Linked DNA regions of Zea mays: region 2 is linked to region 1. The links are chromatin contacts, called in public Hi-C maps. All regions are on one chromosome and are shown on one strand. Each heading gives the region's core, a stretch centred on a gene start, on an enhancer-like site or on the middle of the called end of the contact. The rest is flanking DNA. Distances are from core to core; before and after follow the strand shown. Region 1 holds the start of LOC100217144. Region 2 holds the start of LOC100276889.

The links. Hi-C and Micro-C count contacts between places; a contact is called where the count stands out from the background.
Region 2: a Hi-C map of tassel shows a contact between it and region 1, with 1.7 times the contacts expected there. The contact joins the promoter of LOC100276889 here to the promoter of LOC100217144 in region 1. A contact is called at or near these places in 2 of 25 Hi-C or Micro-C datasets (ear and tassel).

The regions. Positions count from the first base shown.
Region 1 is chr7:179,758,612-179,762,602 of Zm-B73-REFERENCE-NAM-5.0, reverse strand. It overlaps LOC100217144, which reads right to left and starts at 1,256. Exons shown (of 8, transcript NM_001359648.1): 1 at 831-1,256. The coding sequence starts at 1,197.
Region 2 is chr7:180,016,715-180,020,808 of Zm-B73-REFERENCE-NAM-5.0, reverse strand. It overlaps LOC100276889, which reads left to right and starts at 1,864. Exons shown (of 2, transcript NM_001150591.2): 1 at 1,864-2,308; 2 at 2,407-2,674. The coding sequence starts at 1,939. The coding sequence ends at 2,540.

The DNA of each region.
Region 1 (3,991 bases), core at 7-2,506:
AAATTGGATTAGTTGCATTAATTAGGACGGAGAATGTGATTAAGGAAAAGAAGAAGCATGAAAGTGTGGAGGTTTGCCTGACAAGAACAAAAAGCAAACTTGCTGTACTACAGGACTAGCCTGATCAGAGTGCATTGAGACAATCGACTGTACAACCCTGTTGTTTCCTGGACGAATTAAAATAAATCATACAGACAAGTGCTGGTTCGTGGTTCGGGATGTGTGACTCCACGTTCAACATAAGGAAAAGCAAAGAAACACAATAATGCTGCGTAGACGAGTGACAAGAAACAAGAGCGTGCAATTCCAGTATGCTTCACAAGTGGCATATCTGTAGTCCGTAGAGCAATCCACAGCAGCAGCAGGATTCCGTTCAGAGTAAACAGCAGATGAAACACTATGCCCAACACGTAGACCGACCAAGAGAACGACTTGGCAGAAAAGAAGTGGCGCGAGAAAGACCCTGTCCCGTTGTCATGCCCCATGACGATATACGTACAGTAATTAAGCAAAGATACAAAAAAAAAGCGCAACCAAATCACCACCTAGGCACCGACACTTCTGCAGACACTACTATTGCGTGGCCAAACCCAAACAGTGGTTTCAATTCTATCGGCGCATTTCGCAGATTGCTTACTATTACGAGCAACAAGAGGAGGAGAAAATTGACCTGAGCTTTCTATTTTCGGGAACATCGAGGGATTATTGGAAGAAAGCGAAGCAACGCCGCAACAAGGAAAACTCCGCTCGTCCGCTATTACTGTTGCTGATAGTACGATGGGTAGAGTTACTGGTTACTAGAAGGAAGTGGGTTGGGGCGGATTGCGTACGTGCGGAGCCGCAGCCAACCATGAGGATCCGGGACGCCGGCGGCGCGAAGCAGCGGACGAAGGGGCGGAGCGCGTCGTAGCGTTGATACCAGTCGTACGGCGCGCCGCCCTCCTCCACGTACCGCGCGTCCCAGTACTCCGCCTCGCCGTAGCCCAGCGACCTCCCATCGCTGGCGCCCACCTCCTGCGCACCGTCGTCGTCGTCGGGCCGCGGCGGCGGTGACGACGACGACATCGCGGGGGGCAAGGGGAGGGGCTGCGAGCGGAGCGGATGGGAGAGGACCGAAGGAGGGCGCGGATGGGATGGGAGGTAGTAGTTGGGTGATGAGGAGGAGGGGAGGGGAGGGGGTGGGAGGAGCATCGGCATCGGTGCGGTGCTCGCGCGTCGCGCCCGCCCCGAGCTTGGGACCAGCCGCCACCACCCACACGTCGCCGTCGGCGCCTGCCCAGTTGAAGTCTCTCTTTTGTTTTTGTCGTCATTTCTCTCTCTTTAGGAAAGTCTTTTTTATTTTGTTTGTAAAAATCGTTTTTGTGTTTTGATTCCGTGACTGTGCTGTCTCCCCAGTCTTGGTCTCCGGCTCATTTTCACTTTCATACTGTATTAGTATTTTTTACGCAGCCATTTGCAGTTTTGAATTGATTATTCTGTCACTGTCAAGTGTCAGCACGTGGGTCGAATGGACGTGCGCACTGCGCAGCTCAGAGCTCACTCAAGGAGTAATCCTCCACTACCATGAGAGCATCTCCAGAAGTTCAAAAAAAAACCTCCATATATTTAATTTAGAGTGTTAACAGTTTCTTAAATGAGATCCTAATTTATACTAAATTTTAAAATATCACTATTTAGTCGCCAAACTTAGGAAGTTGTTCACCTCTCAATAGCCCAATCACACCATAAAATCACCATCAAATTCGCACCCACCCGTGTAAAAATAATGTACTTTAAATAATTCAAGTTAAGAAAATAATGAATTGATGTACTTCAAATAATTTAAATTAAGAAAATAATGAATTTACCATCGAGTTAACATAATTTAAATATTCAATGGTTTAAGAATTGGGGACCGTTGGATGTTAAGATAGTTTTTGTTTACAATATATATTTAACAACTTACTAAATCAGAGTTTATGGAGCATTTTTTGGAGAACTAATGGAGATGCTCTGACGGTGTTGTTATCCTTCCATCCAAGCAGTCTTCTAAATTAAGTTTTTTTTTTTGGAAAAAACACAAAATCTTGTCTCCAACACTATCCTAAAGTTCCTCTAATTTTTTCGTAGCCCTAAACTATCTCATTTATAGCTAGAAAAAATAAAACTTTTGGGCTCCCTAGAAACGCAAGCGCATGCAAAATCGAGCAAACTTTCTTTTTTTTTACTGCTTTGTGTGTATTTTTCTGCACAAATTCTTTCTCGTTTGCAAAAACTAGCAGGGTGTCCGCTGTCACGGCCGCGCAACCTGTCGTCATGCGGCCCTGCTATTGGACCTCCGTTGTTGGTCAGGCCTCTATTGTTGCTTGGGCCCATAGTTGATCCTTGATCCTCCCTCGCTGGTCGCTCCCGCCCATGTACCGCCACCGACCTTAATGGCGGCATAGGTTTGGTCGCTATGCAGACGTTAAAGCTGCGGAATAAGAAAATGCATCCGTAAAAAGATATCGATATAAGACGAATGCTGATCTGATCTAGCTTAAAATATTTTTGATTCGTTTTAGGGAAACTGTCGGAGAAAGGGTTATAATCTACTTCCAATAACTTTTTAGATGCTCCTAAAAATAGATTTTGGAAGCCGTGAGAGTCCTAAAATTGGGTCCTAATTTTTAAAATAGGAACCATTTTAAATAATTTTAAGGCCCAACAAATTGTTTAGATCCAACAATAGGTCCTATAATTACTAATCTGTTAACCTGCCATAGTTTGGGAAATGTTTTTTGCCACGCCATCTGCTATTCACTACCGCTAGTTGCATATGCTATTCGCATCAGTAGAGAAGGCGCTAGGCAACCTGCAGGCATAGAGACCCAACGTGCAGTACCATCGCGAGGCAGCAAGGGCAAAAGCAACGAGCAGTATCATCGCGGGTCGAAATGGCCAAAGCAACGAGCACTCCAAACGAGGCAACGTTCCTACACCCTAGGTTACCCTAGGTACGATGAAGTTTCACGGGAAGGTAGGATCATGGGAAAAACGGGATAGGGGTCGTAGATGAGTACTAGACACTATATTTGGGTCTTATACGTGTTTATCAAAATTTTATAAAATAGGATCATTGTTGGAAGCTATTTTAAGACACGTGTCATATATTTCAACATGAAACTTAATTTAATTTGAGACCATTGTTAGAAATGCTCTAAGGTATCTTTGGTAGAGCTATTGCATCACTGGCTTCACCTCTAACTCTGGCTCATATGAAAGAATAACTCCCTATTTTCAGGAGAAGCCCAGGTAGAATCACCTCATTTGATTGAAAACACACCTCCTATTTTCACAATAGAGGGAAAGATGAGAGAGAGAGCCTCGAAAGTCTCTTTTTGGGCTATTAGCTTCGCTCAATTTTCTAGGGGTTGTTTCTTCCCATTTTTTTGGAGAAGGCAACAGAGGAGCCTACCGTTTTCTACATGAATTTTAAGGCCAACTTGTATTACTAATTCAGTAATGTCATGTACATGTCAGGTACAAACGATTTATGACTAGAAGACAAATGATTTATGACTAGAAGTGTTGAGTGTACCACTCTCAAAAAATATAATGTCTCTGGACATTCATCTTAGGTACTCCAAAATTTATTATTAAAAACCTATATCTCACATTGTTAAAGCATACCTACTCTAAAAATATAGTGTCTCTGCACTCTATAATTATATCAACATTCATCTTATATACTCTAAAATTTACTATTAAAAGTATATCTACTTTAAAAATATAATGTTTCTAAGCATTTTATCGTTAAAATCTACAATCCATGCTATTAAAAGCATACACTCTCTCAAAAATGCTAATAGTTCTTGAGAGATTCAATCTCTTTTTACTAACATTCATGGTTGATGAGGGGAGAGCGCGGCACACCATACTTCAATCAGTTTCACAACAAATATATTCTAAATTTATCTTTTAGTGTTGGTTTGGTGACTGGAGCAATTAGAGGGGGATTCATAGAGAATAA
Region 2 (4,094 bases), core at 615-3,114, 260 kb before region 1:
ATTGGTTTATTAGGATTTCTACAAAGTTGGCATGCCACAGATACTTCTCCTGTGACCACCTGTACACAAAACGAACATTAACAATTAACGGAAGATCTCCTCGACGTGAACATTATTAACTTATTAACGATTAAATAAAGGAAAGCATGAGCTCTATGAGTTTGTTTGGTTTAACTTTTTCTGATGAGTTTTTTTAGAATATGGTTGATGAAGAATTTAGCTATAGAAAAAAATCTAGGTATCATGAAAATTATGTGTGGAGAAAGATAAAAGGAGGTAGAAAGTGAGACGATACCGTTTCATCGATTTTTTGAAATCACGTCATGATTAAAAATTGCTCTAATGTTTATCTTACTATAACGTGACTCTCATCCAAACACGATACAAAATATAGTCGCTTCTTCCATGGCTTCTTATACGTCAAGCAAACACTCACCAACCCGCCGGATTGGATTCATCCATCGCACCAGCTTCAACCACGCATGTAGCATGTTGGATGAATGTGTGGGGGTGGGGTCACGCTAGCTTCTGGTCTGGCCGGCTGCACCAGCTACAACCACGTGTGCTACGGACTGCCGACGAGACATGTTACTTTAATCCAAAGTACATGTTCATTGCTGCGATTTTTATTTATATTTTAATATAAAGTATAAAACACAAACATATATATATTTTGTTGGTTAGGTGAATGTAAATGCAAGTTTAAAACTACAATAATGGTTTGAATCTTTATTTATACATAATTTTTCTTATAACCAATTAAATGTTTAAATGTGGATCCGACCAAGTCAGAGGGACCATGATTGATTAGAAAGAAATATAAGTTTTTTTTTTTTTTTGTAAAAGTGAATACGGAAACCGTGGAACCAGGAAAACTTGTAATTTAGACGCTGCTTGGGAGAGCTATACTTCAATAATTTCAGGTCTATTTTAGCTTCTTCTATCCAAACAGGTCGAGCTCAACGAGCTCTAGTTTAAAAAAAATTAAAACAAGAGACCAGTTTTATGAAATTTTTTATGCTCCTCAAAGTGTGCTTCACAAACACTGTTTTTATACCTCTTTATGAAGTTACATAAAAATTACCCACCAGCTATTCGTTACATGATGTATCGATTCATATCTCTTTCTCCACCCGCTAAACATCAAGGGTAATTAAGAAAACTCGCACAAGTCAGTTGTATTATAGAAGCTGGAGTCTATGTGCAAGTCAAACACTTTTGAACCCTATCTTATCAATCTTTTGAAGTTGTCTTTTTGGTGAAGTTGGAAAATGGAAGCTGCAATTTAAAAATGAAGCCCTCTCAAATAGGATCTTAATATAGTATAGATTTTGGTCTCTAAACTTAATGTGTCGTGTCCCTTAGGTCTCTAAATTTAGCAATATTGTGTCATTTGGATCTCCAAACTTTCATTAATATGATTTAGCGTTGTACACCACGTCGACATCCAGCTTGATCAAATTTTTTGGATGTACTGATTAGGTTACAACATCCGTTTTTTTTCTAGTTTGAGTGACACATCATGCCAAATGTGAGGATGATGATATACTTTACTTAATAAAAAACATGGTGCTTCGTCTGCTTGATCTTTGCTGCAGTCAATTGCTGCCGACCTGATCGGTGGCGGCCTCGGCTCTCTTGTTGCTGCTGTGACAACAGTCAGTCGTCAGTTGGAACTGGATGCACCGACTCCTCCGCGCGGGCGCATCACACAGCGTTGAGCGATACAGTCTGCGGGCAAGCTGAACGATGGTAACGGAACGTCAGTGGCTCTGAAATCTTGTAGGGAAAAGAACGTGGAAGCATGCATACCGACTTGGCTGACGTGCTGACTATATATAAAAAAAATCAGAGTTCACCCACACCGTACGTAGCAGAGCATCAGTTTCATAAACAAGTCCATACGTACTACTTCACCTTCAAGCAGCAGCAGCAGCCATGGCAGCACCCACCGTCGTCTCCTTGCTCGCCATGGCCGTGGTGGCGATAGCAGCGCTTCAAGCTACGGCTGCCGGTCCGCCGCCACCGCCACCGTACGGCAGGCCGACGAACTGTGTTCAGACGTTATACGAGGTCAGCAGCTGCGCTCCGTTCCTGTCGACCGGAACGGTTATCTCTGGCCCTCCGGCGAGCTGCTGCGCGCCCCTGAGGGCGGTTCTCAGGACGCCGGCATCCATCTGCCTCTGCCACGCCATTGGCGGCGAGATCAACGAGCTCTTGCGCATTAACATCGACCCCATCCGACTCGCCTTGCTGCCTGTTGCCTGCTGGGCGATCGTGCCGCCTCAGCTCCCTGCCATGTGTTTCGGTAGGTTTTTTCTCAGTTGCTATGATTGATCGTACTAGTATCTAATCATGTATTTTTCCCATCAATACCACCTTGTAATTTCTTTCTTTTGTACACAGTTGGACCTGTGCCACCCATATTCAACATCCCGACTATGTCTCCGTCGCCGCCGGTGACTCCTCCGCCACCTATGCCTCCGGCGTCGCCGATGAGGCCTCCGCCCTGGGCCTCGACGCCTCCTGGCCACATATAGGCCTACTAGGCCTCAACGCCTCGTCTAGACGTCTACCTCATCCATCCACAACGACCAGCTTGGCCAAACGCCTTGCTTCGGATGTTTTACTTCTGAAGTTCGTTATGATAACACTGAAGGCTTTGTTCGGTTGAGATTGAATTTTTTTTTTGACTTTTTTAGGATTTAAACCCACTAAATCTCACTTTATTCATATGGATTGAGACCAAACAAACAAGCCCTCAAGTGGTACCATTTAGACCCATAAACTTTAAAAACATATTCCTTGTTCCTTCAATTTGTTTAGTGGTGCATCTACGTGAATCATATGGTCTACAAATAGACGCGGCCATATGGTCACAAATAGACGGCCAGTGCATCATTTAATAACTTTAGGACTTTAATACACCACTTAACAAGTTTAGAGATCCAGAAAGACATTTTCAAAATTACTAGACCCAAGTGGTATTCCTGGATCGATCATGCCTAAATTCTTAACAAATTATTAAGGGTTAGTTTGAAAACTCCATTTTGTCAAGAAAAAATGAACTATTTTTCTTTGAAAAAATGGGATTTCCAAACTAGTTCTAAACAAATATTTTTGCTCTCTAAAAATTTGAACTAGTTTGTTCTATGCAGAAAAGTACAAATCATATGCCTAAAGTATTCTAAATATATAATGTATCGGCTGGTAATTTATTTAAATTTATTTGTATTTTATTTATTATTATCGGTAGTATTTTATTACTTGTAGTCATGTTTGCTATTTATTTAAATGCCATTTTTATAAATTATAATATTAGAAAGTCTCTATAAATATAGAGGACTCAGAAATGGCCTACTGTACTATGGATGTGTTTGGCATGACTTCAGATCAAAACTTCAAGGAGGAGTTAGACAGAGCTATCCAAACACCCCAACTCTAGAGTTACAAACTCCATAGAATTTTCAGAGTTGTAGTACCAATTTTTGGAGTACCACTTTTGCTGTTCCCAAAACTCTAAAAAGCAATCTAGGCATGGAGTTTAGAGTTATTTACCCGACACTGCCACTTGTTATAAGAAAGCAATTTAAACTTTAGAGTTCTGTTCCACTTAGAGTTTTGGAGTAGAGTTGCTCTGCAGTGGAGCAGAGCCATGACAAACACGTCCAGGTGGAATGGTCAAGGGGGCCTGGGAATACAAAATATAGACATCCAGAACAAGTGATTACTAAGTAAGTGACTGTTCAAATTAAGTAATGAAGAAGGTATGCGGCAAGAGTTACTTCGTAAAAAGTATTTGGAATACATACTGTGTCAAAAGTGTCATATAGAGTGGGGGATTCTCATTTCTGCTCCGGTTTGATGAAAGTAAAGGACACATTTTTCGGTATGAGCTCCTTCACGCTCAGTAATGGTGAAAATGTTAGGTTATGGGAAGACAAGTAGTTAGGGAATAAGCCCTTATGTGTCAATATCCTACCCTTTACCAGATTACAAGGAAAAAGAGTGATACAATGACAAATGTGTTAAGATCTGCCCCCTAAACATTTCCTTCACTAGAGCTACAGTGGGAAATAATCTAGCCTTATGGC